Linked DNA regions of Rattus norvegicus: region 2 is linked to region 1. Evidence: chromatin contacts called from public Hi-C data. All regions are on one chromosome and are shown on one strand. Each heading gives the region's core, a stretch centred on a gene start, on an enhancer-like site or on the middle of the called end of the contact. The rest is flanking DNA. Distances are from core to core; before and after follow the strand shown.

Region 1 (6,777 bases), core at 1,729-4,228:
AATTAAGGTGCGTTTCACCTACTGGCATCTGACAGACTGGATGCCTGAACACTAGTGGTGAATGCTTGTCAGAGTGTGAGCAGTGTGGTTGAGCACCCGGGGACACTGATGGAAAACAGGAGTTCAAAAGTGTAGACAACTGATGTGAGCGCTTTCCTGGAAACTCAGCTTGCTTACTTTTGCTCGTATTTCCCCTTTCATCCATGCGCAAAGATGAGATTTCTCTAAGCGAGCTGGAAGAGATCTTGCATGTTTAGAATTAAAAGTATCAGGAAAGCATTGCGCCATAAATGAATCGGCAGCCAATTTCTATGTAGTAAGGAGAGCCGAGGGGCGGGGGAGGGGTAACTCGTCACTGTCCAAGGTTATGTTGAACAAAGTGGTCAAGGGATGACAGTGGCTCCCACCCCACTCACAGTCAGATGCAGTGCTGGTTGGTGGAGCACGCTTGCACTCAGCAGGGTGAGTAAGCTCTGAACGAGAACGGCGATGGGAAAGAGAGCTGCTGAGCATTCTGGAGGCAGAGGTGTTTGAAAGAGGTGACAGAGGATGTGGAAGTGACTGGGCCTTGTCCCGTCGTGGAAGCCAACAAATAAGAAGCCAGTTGCAGTAGTTAGTTAGTTAGTAGTTAGTTAGTTAGTTAGTTAGACACTACAGAAGATGGAAGACTAGTCTAGTAGCTCAGGCAAGTGGGAGAGCTCGAGCAGTGACCTGAGGTAAAGGCTGAGGGGAAGCCACAGTGGGATGGATGGGAGCAGGGCTCACCCCAGGTGCCTGCCATCCTCAGAGGATTGGTAAGGCTCTACTCACCTGCCTGCCGTAAGTGTGTAGTTTTAACACAGATACCCATTTCAGACTGGTAATACCCTGTTTTTTACTCTCTCTGGTCCATAAGTTTGTTTTAGAAAACTCTGAAGTCTGGAGGCCATTTCTCCCCTGGATGTATTTGTAAGTATATCCGCGTTATGAGGAACGTGGCTGCATTCAGGTCTGCTGTCCTGGGCTCCTTTGTTGGCGGCCGCATTCCATGTGGCTCAGTCTTTCAGGCCTGTGTGTTTACTAACTATTCAGATGCCTTGTGGCATTCACACAGATTATGTAAAATAAAAAAATACATTATTAAGGCTGTGGGTACTGTGAATGGATTATTACAATTTGCCTATCACGGTAATGGCACCTGTCAGAGGTGTGACACAAAAGGCGGTGACAGGCAGTGTAATTTAGTCATTGTGGCCATTGTACTGTGTGGCTGGTCAGTTCACCAAGCAAGTACAAAGGAGGCAGTGTTACGGCAGAGCAGGGTGGGCAAGCTTAATAGACAGAGTTAGCTGTGGACTGAAAGAGACTTTTGGTGCAGGGCGAACTCCCAGGGGGCAACTTAGAATGAGTTGAAAAGAAGGAACGGAATACAGAACTGGTACAGGTTTTCCTATTTCGGCCCTTAAAGTGACAGGCGACTTGTATGGATGCACACTGGCAGGGCTTTTTCTTGCTGCCAAATAAGTTACTTTTTCCCTTTCAGAATACCCAAAGTTACCTGCCATATGGCAGTCACATATACTGTACTCTTGTCTTCCTGTCCTCTACCATTTGTAAAGCACACCGTGTCAGTCACATATACCGCACTCCTGTCCTCTACCATTTGTAAAGCACACTGTGTCAGTCACATATACCGCACTCCTGTCCTCTACCATTTGTAAAGCACACTGTGTCAGTCACATATACCACACTCCTGTCTTCTCCCATCTCTAAAGCACACCGTGTCAGAGTTCACATTGAGCTTTCAGGGAAGCTGAGGCACTGAGGTGTGGACAGACCGCTCGCCTACAGTCCACAGCGCATTGAAGAACATCTAGCTTAGCACAGACTCAGAAGAGACAGGGACACATGTGTCCTTGACTTTATTGGTCCTGCTTGCTCAGCATCCCCTCACCATTATTACTATTATCATAGGTGACTTTGCTGCTGCTACCAAAGCCCTATCCCAGTGTCCAGGACTGTAACGGAGGATTAACTGGAGCAGCTGACAGTGGGTGGCAGAGCCTGATAGTGAGAACTCATGAGGGATAGAGTCCCCACTTTGCTTAAGAAGTCAAGCTATTTCCCAGGTTATGACTGAGCAATATGAGTGCGGAGGAATATGATAGGAAAAGAAAAGACCAAGCTCACCAAAATGACTTTCATTCCCAAGGTAACATGCACTCTATGCTCACTTCTGGGAGAATGTCAGCATGGCCCCAAACACTGCTCCCTCACCAGGTCTGCCTTGCCTGGGAAGTAGGGGCCTGTTCGTGTATGTGACAGCAGCTCCCTTGCCTGGGCCGGCTTGCTCCCCTCCATTCTTCCCTACAACTCAGCGTGACTGACAGTAGGATGAGCTGCCCAGGCTGTGGGCTGACGTCTTACGGCCAAGCGTTTCTCCCTCGCACTTCTGCATTGACCCGTGGGCTGTGGCAGAGCCACTGGCCCTTTCAGTGGGTGGGGACGGGGGTGTGTGTCTGTAGCTCATGTCCAGCAAGTTGAACTGACAACTTCACACCATACATTTATAGAGAGGATTTTCTATAATTGAGGTTATACATAGAAAGAAATGTCTGTGCATTTAATTGTACAGTACATTTAATTCTATAGAGTTTTGAAACAAAGTGACCATGATGTATTTACATTGGATTAATTTTGAAAGCAGAATTATCCAAAATATTCAGATGTTCTAGAATGCTATCACAGGCTGGTGTCTGCATTCCAGCCTACCAGTCGTATTCCTGAAAGGGACTGCTCGGCGGTTCTCTTCCTCAGTGGTGGGCCAGCTTGTATAGCTTATAGCTTATGTAACCTTGCTGGAGCCAGGCCAGTCTAACACAGGGGACACACAGGAAAACGGCGCCACAGAATGCTGATTCACATCTCATAGCTTGTGTAAGTGGTGCTGCCAAAGTCCTCTGTGTGAATGGGCGAGGTGCGTAGCTGCCCTGAGTCACAGGAACAGGACTCTGGCCATCAGCCCATTGGAACAGACACACTGCTGACGAGGACGCCAGCCGCGGAGCACGTGTGAAAGTCAAACCACCATCTGCTTGGGCCGAACTGAGCTGCACTGCATTGGTGCTTCCCTGTGCCGTCTGCGTGGGCCGAACTGAGCTGCACTGCATTGGTGCTTCCCTGTGCCGTCTGCGTGGGCCGAACTGAGCTGCACTGCATTGGTGCTTCCCTGTGCCGTCTGCGTGGGCCGAACTGAGCTGCACTGCAGCTGGGTGCTTCCCTGTGCCGTCTGCGTGGGCCGAACTGAGCTGCACTGCATTGGTGCTTCCCTGTGCCGTCTGCGTGGGCCGAACTGAGCTGCACTGCAGCTGGGTGCTTCCCTGTGCCGTCTGCGTGGGCCGAACTGAGCTGCACTGCATTGGTGCTTCCCTGTGCCGTCTGCGTGGGCCGAACTGAGCTGCACTGCATTGGTGCTTCCCTGTGCCGTCTGCGTGGGCCGAACTGAGCTGCACTGCATTGGTGCTTCCCTGTGCCGTCTGCGTGGGCCGAACTGAGCTGCACTGCAGCTGGGTGCTTCCCTGTGCCGTCTGCGTGGGCCGAACTGAGCTGCACTGCATTGGTGCTTCCCTGTGCCGTCTGCGTGGGCCGAACTGAGCTGCACTGCAGCTGGGTGCTTCCCTGTGCCGTCTGCGTGGGCCGAACTGTGCTGCACTGCAGCTGGGTGCTTCCCTGTGCCGTCTGCGTGGGCCGAACTGAGCTGCACTGCATTGGTGCTTCCCTGTGCCGTCTGCGTGGGCCGAACTGAGCTGCACTGCAGCTGGGTGCTTCCCTGTGCCGTCTGCGTGGGCCGAACTGAGCTGCACTGCATTGGTGCTTCCCTGCGCCGTCTGCGTGGGCCGAACTGAGCTGCACTGCAGCTGGGTGCTTCCCTGTGCCGTCTGTGTGGGCCGAACTGAGCTGCACTGCATTGGTGCTTCCCTGCGCCGTCTGCGTGGGCCGAACTGAGCTGCACTGCAGCTGGGTGCTTCCCTGTGCCGTCTGCGTGGGCCGAACTGAGCTGCACTGCATTGGTGCTTCCCTGTGCCGTCTGCGTGGGCCGAACTGAGCTGCACTGCATTGGTGCTTCCCTGTGCCGTCTGCGTGGGCCGAACTGAGCTGCACTGCATTGGTGCTTCCCTGCGCCGTCTGCGTGGGCCGAACTGAGCTGCACTGCATTGGTGCTTCCCTGCGCCGTCTGCGTGGGCCGAACTGAGCTGCACTGCATTGGTGCTTCCCTGTGCCGTCTGCGTGGGCCGAACTGAGCTGCACTGCAGCTGGGTGCTTCCCTGTGCCGTCTGCGTGGGCCGAACTGAGCTGCACTGCATTGGTGCTTCCCTGTGCCGTCTGCGTGGGCCGAACTGAGCTGCACTGCATTGGTGCTTCCCTGTGCCGTCTGCGTGGGCCGAACTGAGCTGCACTGCATTGGTGCTTCCCTGTGCCGTCTGCGTGGGCCGAACTGAGCTGCACTGCATTGGTGCTTCCCTGCGCCGTCTGCGTGGGCCGAACTGAGCTGCACTGCATTGGTGCTTCCCTGTGCCGTCTGCGTGGGCCGAACTGAGCTGCACTGCATTGGTGCTTCCCTGTGCCGTCTGCGTGGGCCGAACTGAGCTGCACTGCATTGGTGCTTCCCTGTGCCGTCTGCGTGGGCCGAACTGAGCTGCACTGCATTGGTGCTTCCCTGTGCCGTCTGCGTGGGCCGAACTGAGCTGCACTGCATTGGTGCTTCCCTGTGCCGTCTGCGTGGGCCGAACTGAGCTGCACTGCATTGGTGCTTCCCTGTGCCAGTTTGGCATCTGAGCTCTCTTCACAGATTTTAAAAAAGGAGACACTTTGGTCACTTTTGTGTAAAGTTGGCATTTAGAACCATCTCCGTAAATGCAATGGTTTGGCAAGCTGGGATATTCCTACAGGTGGAAATGGCCTCCTCCACTTCCCAGAAGAGACCCCACAGTTTACAAACCGAGTCACAGGGAACGATGTAGGGTTTTATATATGCTGTCATGTCTTATTAGGATTACAGTGTGTGTGTGTGTGTGTGTGTGTGTGTGTGTGTGTGTGTGTGTGTGTGTGTCTGTGTGTGTGTGAGAGAAAGAGAGAGAGAGAGAGAGAGAGAGAGAGAGAGAGAGAGAGAGAGAGAATGGCCAGCCATGAGCACATGGAGAGAGTGGGGGAGGGAATGGGAAGAGAGACAGACAGACAAAGGGAAAGAGACAGAGAGACAGAGTGTGTGTGTGAGAGAAAGAGAGAGAAAGAGAGAGAGAGAGAATGTGTGTGTGTGTGAGAGAGAATGTGTGTGTGTGTGTGTGAGAGAGAGAGAGAGAGAGAGAGAGTGTGTGTGTGTGTGTGTGTGTGTGTGTGTGTGTGTAACCATTAGCATGTTGACTTCCTTCATGGAAACAGTTTTCTGAGGCTCAGACTGTATTCCTTACAGAGTGAGCACTGGGCCCTGGGCACAGACAGAGCTGAACTGGAGGTCAGTACTCCAGCCTGAAGACTGCACATGGGCTTCCTGGGAGGCAGAGGTCAAGGAGGTGGCCACAGCCCCATGTGTCCATCAGCCCTGTTTGTGCACACTGTATAAATGGGAATGTGCATAAACACTACCCTGTTGCACTGCATAATTATGTTGATTGCTAAAAAAAACCCCCCCACACACACACGCAGGAACACCAGAAACCGACCAAAATATTACAAGAAGCTATTTTTAACACAACTTTGCTCTTTCTAGCCAAGTGTAGATACTTTTTTCCCCTTCAAAATTATGTGTTCTTGTTTCCAGCATTCAGATGGTGCAACACCTGTTTTGTGGCAACATTCTTTTTTGCACTCAGAAGCCATCCAGTGATGCACTCTCCCAGTCCCATGCGTATTCCAGGTCTTTCCTGTTATAGCTGTGAACTCATTTCATTTTAAAATTAAAGAAAAAAATCTTAAAAACAAAACTCAAACAGAAAAACCTAAAAATAATTTGATTAATTTCTAAGGACCACTAATAGGGCCTGTAAATACTTACTGGTGGGAAATTTGAAGGTTTTTCTTTTTAAATGATTAGTTAAACTTAATAAGAGCCAGTAAGCATTGTTATTTTTCTGTCTGGCTCCAAATGAAACTGAACTCTAATGGAGACTTAATGAGTTTTTCCACCAAATAAAGTAAAGGCTCATTTTGAGATCCTAATCCCTAATCCCAGAAGCTAAGGCTCACTTCCTCCTCAGTCTTGGACACCAGCTTCCTCACACCTTGTTGGCCTTTACTCCTTCCTTGGCTCCCCACCCCTCCTGCTGCTTGAGTCGCACCTTAGAGGCAGCTCAGCTGACAGAAGTCCAGACAGTAGCCAAAGTCGAGCTCTGCAGCTCGGAGCCACAGGCTCCCAGTCCCTCACCTCTGGCACCCCACTTCACACATCCTGCTACTACAGCACTTAGGTCCAGGCAACCACTGCTGATTTGTGTTGGCTAAAAATGGCCCGTGGTTTTAGGTGCAAACATCTTATTCTTTCACAGACATTGACCTTTAAGCTCCAACTCCACATCCATAACCTTAGCTTGTTTGTACGTGGCCGTTTGGGGTAACATTCTCTCTCTGTGTTTGTCTGTGACGTTCTTGGGTGCTACTGTGGGAAGCAGAGTGGCGCTCTGTGTTTTAATGCGCTCTGACACTATTTGTGGAACACTTATTCCTTTTCAAAGCAGTAAAAATCCGTTGTTGTAAAAAATGCTGAAATAATATTTGAGGGAAATTATTATTTTTCTATTTGTG
Region 2 (6,777 bases), core at 1,341-3,840, 710 kb after region 1:
TAGATCAATTAACACTAGGCCTTCGAAACGGGATGGGCACAAACTGGGAAGTCAGTTTTGGTAAGGAACGGATTTGAAGAGACCAGGTGAACAACGTCCGCTTTAATGCAGTTCCACACCAGCCATGTACGTCTTCTCTAACACAGTTCCACACCAGCAATGTTTCTGTTTAGATTTAGCATTAATTTTAGAAACCGTAAAACACAACATTGCCAAATTGGTTGATTGGAAATAGTGCTGCTTCCCAGAGGTCAACACTCCGCTGTCCCATACCAGAGGCCAGAAGTTGGAGGCCTCTGTGAGCTGGGGTGAGACAGGCCCAGGGCACACCTAGGTGAAACATCCCAGCATTCCATCCCCTGTTGTGTGTCTGTGAGTTCACTCGAGTGCCTGTGCTTCCGCGTATTGTAAAATTGGCTCTGCTTGAAAAGGGGGTGATATTTTTATCTGGGACGTTCTTTTTAGCTGAAGCTATATGGAATATTCTTCCTTAAAGTGGAGTTTGGCCATTTTAAATAATATAGTTAAATTTTCCTGAAGGGGTAGGGAATTGTTAGGGACTTTAAGAAGTTGACAGTATCCAATTTGCAAGTTAAAAAAGGGAAGAAAAGAAGGAAAGAAGGGAGGAAGGAAGAAAAAAAGAAAGAAGAAAGGAAGGAAGGAAGGAAAGGAGGGAGGGGGATGGAAAAGGAAGGCGGAGGGAAAGGAAGGGAGGAAAAGGAAGGAAGCAGAAAGAAGGGGGCAGAGGGAGGAGATGTATTGCTTTGTGATTTTGAAGTCAGAGCAGCACAGAAGAAACACTTAACCTTTCCTTAAATAATAAATACTGTCTGCTAAGTTGTTGAACTTTAAATCCTATGATAAAGTGGCACTTGCAGAGGCCGTACACAGTCAGGATAAACAGTTTCGTTCCCATGGGGTTTCTGCGTAAGAGATAGGAAAGATCGTCTTAGCAAAGCATTGTCTAATAACACTCGGTAGCCGGCCTCTTACAACATTGCGATTTTTAATTTCCGAATCACATTTTGTGAAAATCGTTAGCAAGCAGGGTTCAACGTGTTAGTCTCGACGCGAGCTGACTGTTCATTAAAAGACTTACATCACAGAGAATTGCTTAATGGGAATTGAAACAGCTCCTGTTTTTAAGGGGGGCCCTCACTAGTAGGAATGTCCCCCCAGAATGCCAGTGAGGTACTTCAGATAAGCATTCAGAATTACCTCTGGCTAAACAAGTGAGTCAGGAGAAAAGGAAAAGAAAAAAGGGGAAAAGAAGACTTTCAGTCAAGACCCCAGCGGCAGGAGGGTAGGATTTGGAAAGGCTCGGAATTTGAGCTTCTGGTGTTTTGTGAGCCGCTTGGTGTGGTTTGTTTCACCCAGCAGCTCTTCTAGATTTTAAACCTTGTTGCAAAGATAAATAAATAAACATTCAGGCATTCAGGGGGAATTTGACTTCTTTTTCTCTTTTCCTCATTAGAGTCGGGTTGTTTCTCCTCCTTGCCCTCGAAGCCTTGCTGCTCCAGGCTGATGCTTTCTAGAAGAGAAGGGAACAAGCGAGCCTCCTTCCACCTTGGGTGGGGCTTCCTGTGAATGTACTTAGGAATGAACGCAAGTCTTCCTTAGCCAGCATTTATGAGGCCCCACCACTGGGGCCACTGGTAATGAGAAAGAGGCATGGCTTTGATTTACTCTTGTCGTTTAAATAGATTTAAATCCACTGAAATGGTTTTGTCCCAATTCTTCTATCCATTTTTTCTCAGTTCACCGACTTCTCAGAAAAGCGGTTCCCACTGCTCCTGACAGTTTCCCCCGCTCTGCCAAGGCGACTGGGAGAGAAAGTTTTGTGCTTTTTTTTTTTTCTTTCTTTGTCTTGCTTTTCCACTCCTGAAGCCCTCTGAGGCCCTGGGGAAATCCTTAGCATGCACTTGGCCAGTATGGACCGTTATAAATAAAATACAAATCAAAGGCATCATTTCGCTGCCTCCTTTAGGTTTCTTAGGCAGGAAAAATGTTCTGATCACTGAAGCCATTTCAGGGCCTGAAATTAGAAAGTAATAAAAAATATCACACTTTCCCTGGTGGGCAGTGCATTTAATTGGCTACCCAGCAGGGGTCCGGCTCTTGAGTCAGAAGTGCTTACTGTGTGGATCCCTGCTTCCGAAGGACTACATGCAAACACTACCAAACAAGTTTAAAAAAAAAATAGCCAAAGAAAACAGGAAGAGCAGAGGCGAATTCAGAGATGGCGGGAGAATGTAAAGGAAGGAAGATGCACGCATTCTGAATTTATTTAAAAATTTACTACATGGGCTGTTCGTGTTTGTGAATATGTGTATGTGGGGCCCTCCCCATGACACATTTGGTATCTTTCAGATTTACTCTGGCGACATGACTTTTTTTTTTTTTTTAACGTAGAAAATAGACTGTGTTCGAACACTTCTGGATGTTCGAGGTTCACCTTTAAAAGCTGAATTTTCGGGTCACTCCTAGCCTAAGCAGGGCATGCTTGGCGCTAGAGGAGGAATCTGGATGCCCCGGGAGGGTTAGGATGGTCCCCAGCTTCAGCGGGACCGCAGCCCTTGCAGCCTGATGCTATGCTGCCACCTTCTGTCCCAGCTACAAGCAAGAGGCAGCTCAGCTCTGGGCTGGTTCCTTGAGCTTTTAGTAAGGCGGATTTCATGGATCCTGCCTGTTCCCAGAGCAGAAACGTCCGCTGCAGGCTGCAGGCCTGGAGTTTGGCTTCTTGAAATGGCCGCTTTCGGAACGAATGGCTACTTGTTCGGCTTGCCCCTCCCCCCTCCCCCTTCCAGATCTGGAAGTTTCCACAGGTAGGAGACCTGGGGATGAAAGGGAAGCAAAGGCAAGGCCTTTTGTTTCAAACACAGCATACGCCTATCTACACCATTGAGCTGAGTGAGGCCGAAGAGCGAGAAGGAGCCTTGACTCATGCGCGGGGCGAGATCTGGCACCCCGGGAGAGGTATTCCCAGGAATGAGCCCTTGGTGAGATATTTAAAACTTTGAGTGGACAAAGCATTAGACCCTTCCCCACAGGGACCAAGGCTATAGTGGCTCTAGGGACCTAACCTTAGTGAGCACAGAGCCCTTCCCAACTCTACTTTTTAATGATTTTTCAATTGACTTCCCATTCTATAAAAAGTATTGTGTTCCTGCTGGAAAACCCAACGGCTCTGACATTCAGTCTGAGGTCAGGCTGGCTTCAATACAGTTTCATTTCTGTGGAGCATTAAAACGACCCTGTCTCTACTTTCTTTGAGCAAAGAGCAAGTGAATTCACATAATTAAACCTATAAATACACGTTTTCGACAGGACATGGGAGGGTCCTCCCTTGACTACCAGCCAAAGCATGACGCTCAGAGTACCTGGGACCTGCCAAGAGGTCCTTGGCAAATCCACAGCCACTTCTGGCCCCACCAGTTTTAATTCGCTTGTCTCACTGGTCGGGGTGGTGGTATTCGATGCCCCTTTTGAAGCTCTGGGCAAGGCTGTGAGGCTAGAACAATTAGTTTAATTTGCGTTCCTCGCCAAAAGTTCCCTGGATAGATTTTATGGTCTCTACCAGACAGCAAGAGACAAAGAGAGGGGAAGAGGCAACATAGGCTGTCATGCTTAAAGGATCTTCTCTGGGGTGGCTTGGTTCTGCTATGAAGCGGATCACAAGGCGCCCATAATTGGCAGGAGTAGAGTTTGGACCGGGTGGGGCCAAGTGGAATACGCCCGTTAGGAGAAACCTCTCAGGAACTTTGAACTGTTCTCAGGGAAAAGTTTAGAATCCCACACTCTTCAAGCTACCACGTGACTTCTTGGCCCCATCCTGTGTCTGCCCTTGAGGCTCTGAGGCTCCTGAAGGCTGGGCTGTCCTTGGGAACCTCAGGGCCTGTCTGGGTGCTCAGCCCAGATCCCAGTCCTCTCACCTCATCAGTCCGGCTCCTCATCTCCCTGTTCCCGGCCACAAAGTCGCATGTGGAGAGAAGCCTTCCCAGAACCTTCGGCTGGGTCGGGCCTCTGGAGCCTTTAAGCCTTCCTTGGAAGCCAGGAGCTTCCTTGGCTCCTGTCCCACCAGAACACATGTCATAAAGACGGGACCAGAGGCCCAAACTGGTAACGCACTGTCGGCCTCCTTGAGAGAAATGCTCAGACCAAGCAGGCACCTCCCTTGCACAGTCTGTAGGCCTGGCTCCCCGGGCCTGTTCCTGGCTCTTACTCACGGTGTAGCTCTAGGGTGGGTCGATAAATAATAGGTGGAATTAACGAAGCTCATCCTTCAGGTAAGGAATGGCAGTAATGTGTCCCACCTGGAACGGCCGCCTAGAGGAAGTAATTTCCTCCCATTTTTTTTTTTCTTTTTAATCGTGGAGAAGGTTCTAGGGGCAGTTTCCACAGAGCGTGCTCCTGAGAACAGGACCGGTATCTCCATGTCTTAAGATGAGACAGTGCATAGCTGTGGTAAGAAACCTTAGCATTGTGGAACTGTAAAAGACTAAGATATGAGTGCCTCTTTTAGCTTCCACACAGCCTATGACTTTCGGGGAGCCATCGGGAGCCCTGTGTGCTTTCTTCCCCTCAAGACCATTTCTTTTAAACATCTTTCCTCAAGTTGAGATGTTATTTCAAGAGGTGTTTTATTCCACACAAAAAGGTATGTTGATAAAGTCCCCGGAAGGGAGCTGAAGTCCTTTAGCTGGGGCTCTTGGGCAAGTATGGCGGTGTTTCTAGTCAGTGTTTACTTCCTGTGAACCGTGGGTGATTCCATAAGGCGCCTGCAATCCAGCACATCTCCCACTAGCTTCCTTTCTCTAGGCAGTAGAGAACCACGACTACTGGGTCTGTCACTTAAGACATACCAGGAGATCCTAATAAGGTGGAAAGTGTAAGTAATTTAAATGCATTTATACCCAGTCATTCCTAAGTCATGCGGCTTAGTCAGGGGTTCTGTTGCTGTGGTAAAAACACCGTGGCCATAAGTAACTTGGAGAGAAGAGAGTTTATTCTAACTTACAGCTCCAGGTCGCAGTCATCCGTGAGGAAAATCAGGGCAGGACGTCAAAGCGGGAACTCTGTAAGCAGAAAGTGAAGCAGAGATCAGAGAGGAACACTGCTTACTGGCTTGCTATCCAGGGCTTGCTATCCAGGGCTTGCTCAGATTTCTTGCTTATACAACCCAGGACCATCTGCCAAGGTTGCCCTGCCCACAGTAGGCTGAGTCATCTAACCTCAATTATTGATCAAGAAAATGCCCACCGACTTGATAGCAGGCCAATCTGATGGGGACATTTTCTTAATTTATGTTTTTTTTTCTTCCCAGATGACTCTAGCTTGTGTCAACGTGACAAAAAGCTAACTGGGATATCATACGAGATCTTTTATGTCACGTTCTCTCTTCCCTCCTCCACGTTTCTTATTGCTATCTCCATGGACTAGCCCCTGGGGTCCTTACTGAGCATTAGAGATGAAGGAACCAAGAATGTGTGGGCACAGCCAAGTGAGCAGCATTTGCTGCTGCTGGTTGCTGTGGCCAGTTATCTGGGAAAACGACTTAAAGGGAGGAATTATTATTGCGGTCTCCTGGTTTTGGAGGCGTTAGTCCCACTGTAAGGAGGTGTGCCACAGTAGAGCAGTTCACTCCATGCCAGCCAGGAAGCAGAAGAAGGGGCTTTGGAAAGAGCCAGGCATGTCCCAGTAACCTACTCTCTCCATCTAGGCCTCACTCTACATCCACCTCCAATGCCATCAGTAGATGGGCCCATCCATTAGCACAGAGCCTTCAGGATTCGATAGCTTCCGGAAACACCCTCACAGTACTTCATAATCCAATTGAGTAAACCATGAAGATCAACTATCAAAATACCAGAGCCTCAGACAACTTGGCTCAGAATCCTGTAAGCTAAACAACAGGGTAGTCCCTTCAGCGTCCGGGTAAGCTTGACACTGCAGGACTGGAAATCAGAAATCCCACCTTCATCCCCTCACAGCTCCAGCTGGAAAGCCTTTGCCTCTGAGTCTCACTTTGAAGTAGCAACAGAGACAGTGAGATTGTGAGGGCCGCGGAATGGAAGCCCAGTTATACCCGCTCAGTCAATGGTCTATGACTTTTCAATGTGGTTAAGGCTGGCTGAATCCCTGAGAACACAAGTGGCCAACAAGGGTTGGGAATAGGTGGAGGCGAGGCTGTCCTTCCTAACAAAGCATCTACTCCACGCCTCCGTCTCAACCCATCTCCAGTCACGTGATCATCATGCACCTGGCTCTATGCCCACAGACTTTATGTGACTACTTAAAAAAAAGTTCTTATCAAGTAATTTGTATGAATAGTCAAGTAATGTAGAAAATGGAAACTCAACACAATGTTAAGATATTCACCTCTGCCCTTTCAAGACTCTTGGCCTTGAGGGTTCTAAAAAGCAGATTAGAAATTCCCTAACATTTAAAACCAATTTTCCAAAGAGTGTGAAAACACCATCCTTCCCTCAGTCCTGCTGAGATGTTGGTAGGTAGATAAAATAAAGGCGAAATCTGTTGACGGAATCGGGTGAGCATTTCCAAACACAGCAGATGAGGACCAGATCTCTCTCCTGCTTATGGCTGTGCAAACTTCGATACCACACAGGGGTGGGAAAGGGGGTATGGGGACCTTCTTTACAATGTCCTGAGAATGTCAATTTTATTTTATCTTTCTTAGTGAAAAACATCCCAAAGAATCCCAGAGAATGAATGCTTTTCCTCTCCTCCTCTCAGGCCTCAGCGATCACGTGTGAAATC

What was found. A called contact is a pair of places that touch in the nucleus more often than the background predicts.
Region 2: a contact with region 1 is called in a Hi-C map of psoas muscle, with 4 times the contacts expected there. The contact joins two enhancer-like sites. A contact is called at or near these places in 4 of 12 Hi-C or Micro-C datasets (Schwann cells, kidney, mammary epithelial cells and 1 more).

Annotation. Positions count from the first base shown.
Region 1 is chr1:264,466,838-264,473,614 of GRCr8, forward strand. All of the region lies in intron 5 of Vti1a (vesicle transport through interaction with t-SNAREs 1A), which reads left to right. LOC134485255 (a long non-coding RNA gene) reads right to left here. Exons shown (of 2, transcript XR_010063305.1): 2 at 5,038-6,777. Among named protein-coding and RNA genes, the nearest start is that of Vti1a, 110 kb to the left of the region's middle. Within about 2 kb of position 2,979, at least 21 of the 93 cell types and tissues checked have an H3K27ac peak or open chromatin away from gene starts, as enhancers often do.
Region 2 is chr1:265,173,276-265,180,052 of GRCr8, forward strand. It overlaps LOC103691380 (a long non-coding RNA gene), which reads right to left. Exons shown (of 4, transcript XR_590740.4): 3 at 5,018-5,075. Among named protein-coding and RNA genes, the nearest start is that of Habp2, 140 kb to the right of the region's middle. Within about 2 kb of position 2,591, at least 4 of the 93 cell types and tissues checked have an H3K27ac peak or open chromatin away from gene starts, as enhancers often do.